Linked DNA regions of Mus musculus: regions 2, 3 and 4 are each linked to region 1. The links are chromatin contacts, called in public promoter capture Hi-C maps. All regions are on one chromosome and are shown on one strand. Each heading gives the region's core, a stretch centred on a gene start, on an enhancer-like site or on the middle of the called end of the contact. The rest is flanking DNA. Distances are from core to core; before and after follow the strand shown.

Evidence for each region. Promoter capture Hi-C pulls out the DNA fragments that hold promoters and counts their contacts.
Region 2: a promoter capture Hi-C map of second pharyngeal arch cranial neural crest shows a contact between it and region 1. The contact joins the enhancer-like site here to the promoter of Zfp2 in region 1. A contact is called at or near these places in 1 of 39 promoter capture datasets (second pharyngeal arch cranial neural crest), 9 of 115 datasets of contacts at active chromatin or transcription factors (bone marrow-derived macrophages, embryonic forebrain, embryonic limb bud and 2 more) and 2 of 9 other capture datasets (adipose tissue and embryonic stem cells).
Region 3: a promoter capture Hi-C map of hippocampal neurons shows a contact between it and region 1, with 4 times the contacts expected there. The contact joins the promoter of Maml1 here to the promoter of Zfp2 in region 1. A contact is called at or near these places in 3 of 39 promoter capture datasets (cranial neural crest, hippocampal neurons and liver).
Region 4: a promoter capture Hi-C map of hippocampal neurons shows a contact between it and region 1, with 2.6 times the contacts expected there. The contact joins the promoter of Hnrnph1 here to the promoter of Zfp2 in region 1. A contact is called at or near these places in 10 of 39 promoter capture datasets (the 3T3-L1 cell line, cranial neural crest, frontonasal cranial neural crest and 6 more) and 1 of 115 datasets of contacts at active chromatin or transcription factors (astrocytes).

Annotation. Positions count from the first base shown.
Region 1 is chr11:50,914,740-50,917,722 of GRCm38.p6, forward strand. Zfp2 (zinc finger protein 2) reads right to left here and starts at 1,437. Exons shown (of 6, transcript NM_001044698.2): 1 at 1,370-1,437.
Region 2 is chr11:51,537,431-51,540,413 of GRCm38.p6, forward strand. All of the region lies in intron 5 of Col23a1 (collagen, type XXIII, alpha 1), which reads left to right. Among named protein-coding and RNA genes, the nearest start is that of Phykpl, 46 kb to the right of the region's middle. Within about 2 kb of position 1,556, at least 39 of the 459 cell types and tissues checked have an H3K27ac peak or open chromatin away from gene starts, as enhancers often do. A contact at or near this core is called in second pharyngeal arch cranial neural crest, where this site is marked.
Region 3 is chr11:50,290,752-50,293,734 of GRCm38.p6, forward strand. Maml1 (mastermind like transcriptional coactivator 1) reads right to left here and starts at 1,585. Exons shown (of 5, transcript NM_175334.3): 1 at 975-1,585. The coding sequence starts at 1,310.
Region 4 is chr11:50,376,119-50,379,101 of GRCm38.p6, forward strand. It overlaps Hnrnph1 (heterogeneous nuclear ribonucleoprotein H1), which reads left to right and starts at 1,560. Exons shown (of 13, transcript NM_001347487.2): 1 at 1,560-1,684; 2 at 2,173-2,309. The coding sequence starts at 2,213.

The sequences.
Region 1 (2,983 bases), core at 187-2,686:
GAAATGCCCGAGGGCTTGGAGGAAGATGGAGGATGCTTCTCGGCCCTGACCTCAGGTCTTCACCTGAATGTGGCTATATGTGCACCTGTACCCATGCATACATGCAGCCATAGATACATACAAGTGAAATGTAGGTTTATATGACTATAGCAATATGCAACTTTTCTGTAGATTCATCTGTTTGTACAACAGATGCAAAAGTTAGGAATAAAATGGGCTGGAGTTTAGCATAAGGATATTATTTGAAGGAGGGTCTTCTCACTAAGTAGCCTTGGCTGGCCCAGACTCTGTGGAGCAGGTGGCCTCAAACTCATCCCCCTGCCTCTGTGGGATTCAAGGCACACACTACCACACCTAGCTTGCACCTCTCCAAAGCTTAAGAGGCTACTAGCAGCACTTCCAGTTGATGTGGGGCGTCAGTCACTCTTAACACCGCAACCATCTTTAGAAACTGCTACTTTTCTGGAAAGAATAAGACAGGAGATGCCCAAAGGTCTAATTATAACGTTGACCTAGAAATTTCACTACAAGGTTTTGTGGAAAGAGGCAATACAAAGAATGACATAACTGTACCATGTCCAATATTAAAATAAAAACAAAACACAACAAAAACAAAAAAGCCCAAAAGTCCAAAGGGAACCATTCGTGAAAATGACAGCTTTAACTGCTCTTAAAAATTAGTGTCTTAAGGCTATTCTCATCTCCATTGGGTGGTGGTTTAGATGCACTTCAAGCATCTTACAAAATGCCTTTTGTAACTCCATTTTTAAAGGTGAATGGAGGAAAGGCACTAACATCTTTTTTTTTTTTTTTGGAAGCAAAAGGTTTCTATTTATACATATAACACAATACATGGACTTTAGGACAAATTTCGAATGATTTCGCTCGTACATTTTTCTAGTTGACCAATAATGAACTTAAAGAAAGGGTGGGCACGTTCTTGCTTATTCAGGACTCATTTTACAAGCTCCTCCTTCGCAGGCAGAGGGCGGGTCCCCAGCAGCGGTGCACACAATGGCCAGAGCCCCGGACTGTGGTCCCGTGCCCTGCCAAGCTTCAGAGAGCGGGTCTACCACGCATTCATAGTGCATACCGAACCAGAGCTGCTCGGCCAGGTAGAGCTGGAGAGCAGTCGGGCGCGAATGACCCCGGGGTACGGGGGGATACCGAGCTGGGGGGTCTCGGTTAGGGTGTCCTGCGGCCTGGCGCGCGCGTGAGCTGCGCACCTGCGACTTCGTGCTCCTTGCGGACGAAGGATCACCTTTCTGTCTGGCCGGCTCTGCTCTTTTGGCACCAGAGCCCCGGGCTCCCAGTGGGAACGCCTCCGCCTCCCCGCCCGTGGACCACCCGCCCGAGGAAGCGCACTCACCACAGTCACTGAAGAAGCCAGAGGCTGGCGGCACAGGCAGCCGCACTGGGCGCGCGGGACTACATTTCCCACAAGACCATGAGCCCTCGACAGGGCTTCCAGTTGCGCAGGCGCAACCGCAGGGCTGCGGGCCAGCGATTGCTCCCCTAGTGCTCAGGCAAGGTTTGCCACCTTAAGCTTATTTTCTTAAAGAAACTGGTTCTAGAACCTTTTCCTTTCCTAAATTAAGAGAACCTTGGACACCCCCTTGCATGAGGTTAGGATGAGAGGTAAGCTACTAATGTAATGTAGATACTTCACGGCGCTCTGTGACCAGGTAGTAAATGATGCACTGGCTGGGTGAATTGTTACTGTGGAAAACCAGCCACCTCTGTGAGTGAAACTCGTGGGTGCTAAGGTAGTTTCGGCTGCATCCACGGCTTTGGAACTTGGAGAATATCTTAGGATAATTTCCATCCTATCTTAGGATAGAAAGATAGGTTACAAACTGTAATATTGGGTTCTTGTCTGGCCGCTTGTTTTTTAACGTTTTTTCTTTAAAATCTGACATCATGATACTTGAATACAGTGCACTGTGATCACATTCACCCCCAGCGACCCTCATTCATGTGCCCTTCTTTCACTGACCTCCATCCTTCCCAACTAGTCCTTCTTCTATACTTTTGGTCCTTTCCCCCTCGCTTCAGCCTGTAAAACTTCTATTCCATGCAACAAAGACTATGTTCCGAACCAAATGTCGGACGGGCATCTGGAGGCCACTTTTTGACGAGGCTCAAAAATCCTATTAGCCAAACGTGCGTGCCCAAATTCCTTTTATCCCACACCTTCCGCTTTTATCCCACACCTTCCGTCTTAGGTCTTTGACATTGTGTTTCTGCTCTGATGGGAGGATCTCCTGGGACTCGGAAGCTCAGGAACCACACAGCTCTGAGGTGGGACAATGTCCCAAAAGAAGGGCACCCTGAGACATGGGAGCTGAGGAACTAGATAGCTCTAAGAGGAAGCCTCCTCAGCAGAGGCGATGCAGCTACCAGGGCATGGCGTCCTCAGCGGAGCTCAGGAGCCTCAGTCCCTCTCCTTCTCATCGTTTCTTCTCTTCATTGCTTCTTTTCTTCTTCACTTCTGACCAGGCATAAGAATCTCATGAAAGAGATTTATTGGATGGACCAGGGTGTGAAGGGATGAATCCAGGGATGGCTGCTCTCTATCCTAGGGAACAGACAACAGGGAATTAGACAAAGTGGCAGTGCTTATATAGGATCTCTTAGGGGGCGGGGCTTTCCAGGGCAGAGATTTCCAGAGTGATGATTGGTGGGATTTCAAGTCCTGAATTTGGGGAGCTCAGGGATTAGTGGATTTTCTGCTCAAGGATTGATGTTTTGTCTGTGTGTCTGTGTGTGTGTGGGGGGGGGGAAGCTCAGGAATTGGCGGCTTTTTTCACCCCCCCTTTCCCTGCATCAGGCCCATGGGTTAGATGTTTTTCCCAGCCGCTGGTGGTTTTGACTGAGGCACCGTCTCTGTAGGTTGGAGAGGAGGTGCTGGCATTATGGACATCTCCTGCAGTGGTGTTTGACCAAGGCTGTGGGCTGAGGCAGCAAAGAAGGTGTTGCCACC
Region 2 (2,983 bases), core at 306-2,805, 620 kb after region 1:
GTGTGTGTGTCTCTCTCTGTCTGTGTCTGTGTGTATGTGTGTGTGGTGTGTGTGTCTCTGTGTCTGTGTGTGTGGTGTGTGTGTCTCTGTGTCTGTGTGTGTCTGTGTGTGTGGTGTGGGTGTCTGTGTCTGTGTGTGGTGTAGGTGTCTGTGTGTGTGTGTAGGTGTGTGTGTGTCGGTGTCTGTTTGAGTGTGTGGTGTGTGTGTGTCTGTGTGTGTGGTGTGGGTGTCTGTGTCTGTGTGTGGTGTAGGTGTCTGTGTGTGTGTGTAGGTGTGTGTGTGTGTCTGTGTCTGTTTGAGTGTGTGGTGTGTGTGTGTCTGTGTGTGTGGTGTGGGTGTCTGTGTCTGTGTGTGGTGTAGGTGTCTGTGTCTCTGTGTGTGTGTGTGTGTGTCTGTGTCTGTGTGAGTGTGTGGTGTGTGTGTCTGTGTGTGTGTGTATGTGTGTGTATATCTGTGTCTGTGGTGTGTGTGTCTGTGTGGTGTGGGTGTCTGTGTCTCTGTGTGTGTGTGTGTGTGCATGTGTGTGTGTGTGTGTGTGTTTGGCAGTACTAGAAATTGAAAATAGATTTTAATTGCACACTAGGCAGTCTTCCACTGTGCTCTACCTCCAGCCTCCGGAAATACTTCTGATGACCAGCATTTTAAATAATGTTTTCCTCCCACCACATGTTTTAAAGGTCTCCTGCTTTTGAGGCAGAGGCAGAAGGAAGGAGGAATCTCACCAGGAGAAGTCTACAGTAGTTTATTGACAAAGATAGAATTGAAAACTGAGATAGAAGAGTTGCCAGGACATGAGGCTCAGCCTGAGCAAAAACCTTCTGTTAGGATCTGGGGCCTGCTATATGGCTCAGCAGGCAAAGGTGCTTGCTGCGAAGCCAGACCACTAAGTTCACTCTCCAAGACCCCCATGGTGGAAAGAGAAAACCGACGCCTGGGAGTTGTCCTCTGACCTTCAAGTAATTACCACGACACTCTCAACCCGCACAACACACAATAAATAAACACAATAAAAAATTTTAATGAGGAATCAGATCTTCATGGGGCATGAGGCAGGTCCCACTGGAATCAGAAACCCTCACGCAGGCATCTCCCAGGACCGAGCACCACCCACAGGCCCCGTCTGGTTAAACTCACAGTACCCAGGGAGGCAGGACCTGCAAAGCCTCCAACATCAGTCAGGCATCGACAGCTGAGGTCCCAAAGGACAGAGTAAGCTGGGGGCTGAAATGTGGTCTTTGAGACAGGGCTCCAGCCTGGGACCAATTTCCAAGTGAATAACTCAATTGGACTGTTTGGAATTAATCAGGCGAACAAAAAAAAAAAAAAAAAAAAAAAAAAGCCATGACCACCACACACTCAGACGCTTCCTTACACTCTTCCAGTTCAAAAACAGCTTTGATTGTAAAAATGTAATTAGTTAAATGATTCATCTGTAATACCCCCCAAATTCATATGCTTTCTTAAATTCTAACATCCCCTGGCTCACTCCCATCTGACCCCTGCGGGGCAGCTCCCAGCCCCCAAGATGCTGGGCAGAGGGAGGAGGGGTGAACACCCACTTCCTGAGTCCCCCATAATAGTCCCCAGATTGGAACCTCAAAGACAGAGCCAGCTGGGCTTGCAGAAGAGGTCCTCCATACGGGCTTCCTTCCCAGCCTTCCCCCAGGCAGAACAAAACAGGTACTTCTTCAGTCCTGCCATGGTCGGGGTGAGGCTCTCCATTCCTCAGTTTCCCATCATGTCACGTGTGAGGCAGCCAAGGAAAGAGAGATGACCACAGGCAGTCATGGGGCCTGCGCTTTGGGTCCGCTGCTCAGGTTCCAGGGCCGCACACCCTCTCCTGTTTCTGCACCTTCCTGGTACAGGGGCCTCCTGCCCACAGGTCACTCTGGAAGAGGAAACAGTACCACAAGAGGCCAGCAGAGGAGAATGGGCCGGCTGCTTACTGGTTGCCAGCAACCAGCCATGGAGTGGTACCTGCAGACTGGCTGCTGCCTGGCACCTCTCTTCATTTCACCACACACAGCCTACTGCGTGGAGGAGCCTGTTCACAGAACTGGGCCAAGTCATAAAAAGACTGGGGAGAAGACAGTATGTGAGTAGGAAGCTGTTCCTGCCGCCTCCCATGACTTGAGAAAGAATGAGTTTGGGGTCCCCATAGACTGTGCGATCTCAGGCATATCTCACTCCTCATAGATATTATGTTCTTTGCATCCCTGGTAGCAATTAGGAGATCCAAGTGGATGGTTCCTGGGAGCTCCAGGACTGGGCACTCATACCGGGTTCAGTGAATGACAGTTCCTGTCGCTTAATGATCATTCAGTCCAGCAGGGGGAGCCCTTGAGGCTAGCAAGCTTTGCCTGGGTGAGCATACTAAGTACAGAGCCTCTAGCGCTGTGACACCAGGGCAGGAGTTGGCTTTCACTAGCAGATAACAAATCAAGGGCGCCCCCTAGTGCTCACCGGCGTTCAGACACCGGGGCTGGTGGGAAATTGGACCTTTCGTTCATGGAATCACTGTCATGTGTAAACATTGTTCAACAAACGTTTATTCTCAGCTCCGGGCAGTTTGGCATTTTACAGATAGTAGCAAGAAATCCATCCTAGAAGCCTACGACTGATCCAGAGAAAGATCCACAAGTCACCTAAGCTCCAGCTTCACATTAGGCTGTGGTCAGTGTCAAGAGGGTTTAGTAGCTGTGAGCACCTACCTACCTGCAAACCCACATCAGGCGGGGACAGGGCTGCAGCCTCAGGAAAGGGAGGTGTGATATAAGAACAAAAACTGAAGTAGGGGGCTGGGAATATAGCTGACTTTGTAGTCTGTGTGCCTAATATAAATAAGGCCTTGGGTTCTATGGGGATCCTCCCCCTTTTTTTTTTTTTGTAAAGATTTACGTATTTATTTAATGAATGTGAGTACAGTGCAACTGTACAGATGGTTGTGAGCCTTCATGTGGTTGTTGGGAATTGAATTTTTAGG
Region 3 (2,983 bases), core at 335-2,834, 620 kb before region 1:
GCAACAGAAGGGTTTCTAACATTTCAAGAGGAAGGGTATTAAGTGACTGAAAGACTAACCACCAGTTAGGGAAGAGTTTTAACAACGGCCCAAGTGAGAGACAATGAAGACATAAATTAGAATTACCAAACAACTTAAGTGTTGTAAAATTTTACTTTTAAACTACCAAGAATTTTGTAACACCCATTCCCCTCCCCCGCCCCTCCACACAGGTTTCCGGTTTATAAATCAGTTTCAGGGAGGCAAAACTTCTAACCAATAAATCTCGGGATTAGCTACTAAAAACCAAAGGGCACAGCTGACCAACAAGTAACGTCATTTCCCCCGTTCAACAACTATTAATATTATCAGAGGTTTTTAACAGGCTTAGTAGGTTAATTTTGGAACTGTCAATAATATAGCAGGAATCAGGCGTTCACAAATTCCAAAGTTCCCTTTTGCGGGGGTTGGGGGAAAACGAATGCCTTTTAAGCAACTCCGTTTACCGAAGCTTCCAAAGACTTTTCAATTTTCCATTCCGAAACCGCGGGATACTGTCAACTGAAGGGAGACTTATTTCCATATTAAAGCCCTAACTAACCTCCACGAAGCAAAGATCCAATCAACATCTGCAGACTAAGCGAGGCCAGGCCTACGGTGCAAGAACGCCCTACATCCTAGGCAACTCCAACGCGGGTCTGCTCCAAGACGAAGTTCTCATCAATTGGAAATTAAGTTTAGGAGAAAAGCCTACCAGCAACTAACCTCCTGCTTTTCCAGCCCCGATTTCACTCAAGTCCTCAAGGGGACGTTTTCCCAAAGTACACCGCAGTGCCACTTCTGGAAGATGACAAGCGCCCTGCCATGTTAGCCACCTCCCAGGACCCAGACTAAGAAATGGGGGCGCTCGGGAAAGTTTCCCCAAGGCCCGATCCGCGCCGGAAGAGGCGTTTTCGGGAGTGAGTATTGCTGTGGCAGGCGCCAGCCTTACTCACCGCGACCGGGCGGCCGTGCTCCGGGCCGTCCGCTGCGTCCAGGCGCGCGGCCGCCGGGGCCGAGGCGGGGGCCGGAGCGGCAACCGGGGCCGTGGCGGCGGCCGGCGGCTGCCGGTGCTTGCCGGCGCGCTTGGCCTTGGCCTGGATGCAGCGCTGGTGCAGGGCAAAGGTGTGCTGGCGCTCGAGCTCCAGGCGCTCGGGAGACACAGCCTCGTAGCGGGCCTCACAGGTGCTGTGGTGGCGCCGGCACAGTTCGATGCGCCGGCGGAGGCGCTCCATGACCGCGCTGTGCCGCGGCAGCGCGAACTCCGCCATGGGGCAGGTGGGTAGCACCATGGGCCGCGGGCGGCACTGGCCGGGCCCGGGCCTCCCGGCGCCGGCTGCCACTTCGGGTTCCTCCGCTTCTGACGGCCCGGATCCGCCTCACGCCCGCGCCATGTCCGGCCGGGCTGTGGAGCGGGCTCGGGCGCGGCGGCGGGTCTTCCTCCGGCCCCGCTCGGCCCGATTCCAGGCCGGGGAACACCGCCCGCCTCAGGCTTCGGCCTGTCCGCTATACCCCTGCCCCATTGTTTTCCGCGCCGCTGCCGCCGCCATCTTAAAATTGTTTTCGGGGCTTTCGGAAGAGGGCGGGGCCTGGGCCGGCGAACTCTGCGTCACTGCTGATGGACCGAAGCTCTAGCCAATCAAAGGAAACCCGCTGCCCGAGGGCGTGGGGGACAAGCACGTCAGGAATTTTCGGGTATTTAAACTGAACACTCTGGCGAGGAGGGAAGCCCGAGGCGGGCTCAGTGCGGGAGAGTGAACTGTGACTGACGGGAACCTATCCAAGAAGAGCCACGTTTTCTGAACACCGCCCCCTGAAAGCAGTCCCTTCCGGGTTCGTGAGGAACGCGGGTTAAGTCTGAGTGAGGTGGAAGCCTTAAGACCCAGATGTCCAAAGCTGTCTATCTTTTTAGTCCACCCACACTATTTCGAGGTCAGCCATTTCCGACCTCATTCTTTACATACAGCCACGTAATTGATCAGAATTGTTTTGAGCTTGAGCGACCTAGTAGAGATAGTTATCACTGACTGGTACTGTGAGCAATAGCTCATTACTTGGAGGGGTGAGGGTGGGAAAGAGCCTCAATACTGGGGACTGGAGTTATTTAGATCTACAGGGGCATACACTTAAAAACCGACTGATATATAAAATTGAGTCACTCAAAATCCAATCCAAAGCACTGGGTTCCAGTGATGCCACTAGCAAGCAAGTGAGCGAAGGTAAAAAGCCAGGAAAGGACCAAAAAATGTTCTGGATGGTTACTGACACCCAAACTGCCATAGGAGATGCTGGGAGGCTTTGCAATAGAAGACCTCACGAGCCACTCAAACATGTCACCCTTTAACCTCTTACTAGAGTTCATTAAAGTTTTATTTTTAAAATCACAAAGAAAAAAAGCTAACAGCCAAGTGTTTTTATACACATGGAGTTAAAATAAGAAAAAGGAATTCTAAGTTTTTGGTGGCGGGAGTGGCAAAGATAAGTGAGCACTGCTTCTTCCCAGTGCCAAGCATTACAATCAGCACTCAAGTGAAACCAGCAGCTTTTGTATGCAGTGATGAAGGACTGAACCCAGGACCTCATGAGTACGCTGCAGCTGTCTTCACATACACACTAGAAGAGGGCATCGGATCCCATTACTGATGATTATGAGCCACCATGTGGTTGCTGGGAATTCAGGACCTCTGGCAGAGCAGTGGGGTACTTAGCTGCTGAGCCAACTCTCCAGCCCACCATTAAACTGTAGTGTCAGGTACCCCAGATTGCCCTCAAATATATTGTCTGAGGCTGGCCTGCCTCTGCTTCTGATCACACCATTACGCCCAGTTAGAAGTGCAAGGTTATCTTCAAAACTCTATAGTGTATGGATTCAGGACGCAACCTAAAACACAAAATATCCTGGGCATGACTTCCAATATCCTCAAATATGAAGCCTGAGAAACTTTTTTTCTAATAAAAGCTGTTA
Region 4 (2,983 bases), core at 310-2,809, 540 kb before region 1:
TGAATTAGCTAAAGAAGAGTAATCTTAGTTTCTTGGTAATCAATCTCATGTCCCAAGACCATGTAGGGGGAAATATACATGTTAAGCAAGCTCTCTACCACTACTATTTCTCTTGTCTTCTTTTTGAGACAGGCTTTCAGTAAATTTCCCAGGCTGCCTTGAACGCACTCTGTTGCTCAGGCAAGTCTTGAAGTTGCAGTTCTCCTCGGCTGGGCTTGTGTTCTTGCCTTTCACCCACCTCCTGGCCTGGAGACTTGGGAGTTCTCACTTTTCGATGATCTAAACTAGTGTTTTCTGTCTCCTCTAGATAGATCCTTTGCAGGTGAGGTCATGTGCAGTTATTCTCCCAGCCTGTCTCATCCGAGTTTCCCTTACACCTGAAGGTTCACGTTACACAGCTCCTGTTGCTCTCTTGAAGTCTTGTGATGCCCTTCTACTTAACACCCTTGCGCAGACTTAAAAGGTCTGAGTTCTGCACGCAGTCTCTGCACCTTTCCTTTGATGACACCCCCCCCTTTTAAAAAACAAACTGTTCAAACTGGATTTAGCCTCCTCAATGTTGCACTTGAAAGAAAAGCGTATTTTTGCCTGTAACCTCTTGTGATGGCTTTCAGAGGCTTACCAATTGTGGTACCTACCGTGGCACCGCCCAAACAATAACTCTTATTGTTAATTTCTAGGGTAGGTCAGTCAGATTCGGAGAAACTCGGGACATCATCCGTATTCTGCTATGTTGCAGGAATTCTCTTAAACGTCACCCATTTACCTCTGTAAGGGCACACGGGATGACCCGGGCGTGTCTCCACCTTGGGAGAGGCCCGTTGGTCGGTCGGGCGCAGCGCTCTGGGGCTGCGTCCTTCGCGCCCCTGGCAGTCTCAGCCTTCCCTCGCGAGGCGCCGCACACCGAGCGCCTCTCGTGCAAGGGCGAGGGGTTCGTAGAGTGCGAGTCCGTTAGGCAAAGTGGGGTACAGGACTAGCTCGGGCACTGGCAGCCCATGTGGGTCGGGACTGACCCCCTAAAGCGGGCAGGTAAGGGGACTGGTCCCAGGCGCCCCACGGAGATCGGGGATTTGGGCGCAGGGGGCGGGGCGGTACCCAGAGGAGGTTTGGCACAACCCGGCCCTCCAGCTCCTACGCGTTCTGAGGAGAAAGGGCATGGCTTCCTTTTCTTCGTGGTGTCTTTCAAAACCGACAGGAGCGCGGATGAAAAGCTGCGGATTAAGGGTAGAACTACCGCCCCTGCAAACCTGAACGAACTCTGGATTACTACCCAGTCCCTGCGGGGAGCTGATTAGCGCCATTCCCCTCCCCCACTCCGGCGGGTAGGTCTAGAGAACGGTTTGAAGGTAGCCGCATGCGCATTAAGTAAAACAAGAAACCGCTGAGACGCCAAGCGCAATAATTGCAAAAAGGCGCAGGCGCAGAAAGAAAAAAAAAAAACAACCAAAAACACCTCGGTCAGTTTATGAAGAGGGCTGAGCCCAAACGCATGCGTGTAATAATAGGACGGCGGGAGAGAGCTCGGGGTTTCTTAATACGCATGCGTCCAATCTCTCTGTGACGCAAGTGGGGCGGGGCCGGCAACAGGGTGCGCGTGCGCAGAGCTTGCTGGAAGGGCTTTATTTAGCCTGCGCAGGCGCCCGCTTATCATTTCTCCTCAGCCACGCCGAGGCTTTTTGTGGAGGTGAGTGACTTTCCGTCTTCGACTGCTGCCCGAGCTCTCCACGGACACCTCTTTGGGTGACGATTGCTTGTCGCTGAGCTTAGGTTCTAACCTGAGGGGCCGTGGCAGGCGCAGGCTGCCCCTGGGAGCCGCGAGTGTCTCGCCGGCGTGGCAGCGCCGCCTAGGCCTGCAGGCCGCGCCGCTTTCTATTGTGTGAGATGTCTGAGGAGGCGGAGCGGAAGCGGCGGCCGCCATTTCCTCGTCTCAACCGTGGCTGTGGGCCAGGGTCTTATTAGCTTGGCGCCTCGGCCCTGGGCGCACTGGGCGGCTTTGGGCATCGGGTCGCTAGCCGAGGCCGGGTTGCATGCTTGAGTCTCCGGGGCCCAGGCATCCTGACGGGCGGGACTCGCATGGCGGCGCCCGGTGCCCGCTGTGCGCCGTGAAGTGGGAGGGCCATTTAAATGCCTGTTTTCTCAGACGCGTTCCTGACCCCCACCCCCACCCCGCAGCCCCGCAATCTGTGTGGACGCCAGGACCACCGAAGGGACGATGATGCTGGGAGCAGAAGGCGGAGAGGGCTTCGTGGTGAAGGTCCGGGGCTTGCCCTGGTCCTGCTCCGCGGATGAAGTGCAGCGCTTTTTTTCTGGTGAGTTGAGGCGGGAGTTGTCAGTGGGGCCCGCGGCTGGGCCGGGCCGGGCCGGGTTGGGGCGGGGCGGGTCTCCCGGGCGCCCCCTAGCGAGTCGCGGCCACCAGCGGTTTCCCCAGGCGGCTCGCGCTCTGTTGGCCGCTGTTACGCAATGGTAATTGCGAAATCCGCACCCCCCCCAACCCCCTTGGGGATGCTGGTGGCCCTGCTGAATTTGTTTTCTTTTAAAACTTTTTCTGTCTCTATGCATCAATCTGTGCATTCTGGAGTAGTCTAAGAAAAATTTAAGTAGGGAAAGATGTGATTTCTTCTCAAGTCGTGTAAGGTTTTGTAAAAAGGTACTTGTAGTGTTGACCTTACCATCTGAATTTAGCTGTGGTAACAGAAAACGATCTGTAAATCGAGCCCCAAGTATACTGCAAGCAATTGCAGGGGGCCGTTGCCGTCCGGGTTTGAGTTGAACTGCAGCTTGGAGCCTTTAGTTGTTAACATTGGTCCCTTTTCGGATGAATATTGAGCTGGAGTTTGGATTTGAATGAAATTGTTATGTGGTTGCTGATAGAGGGAAGCTGACATGGTACCCAAACAAGAAAATGCTGTGAAGTCACCAGATCCAGATGAGATTATTCTGAGATAGTGTACCAAGAGATGGTTAATGGAAACTTAGAGGCAAG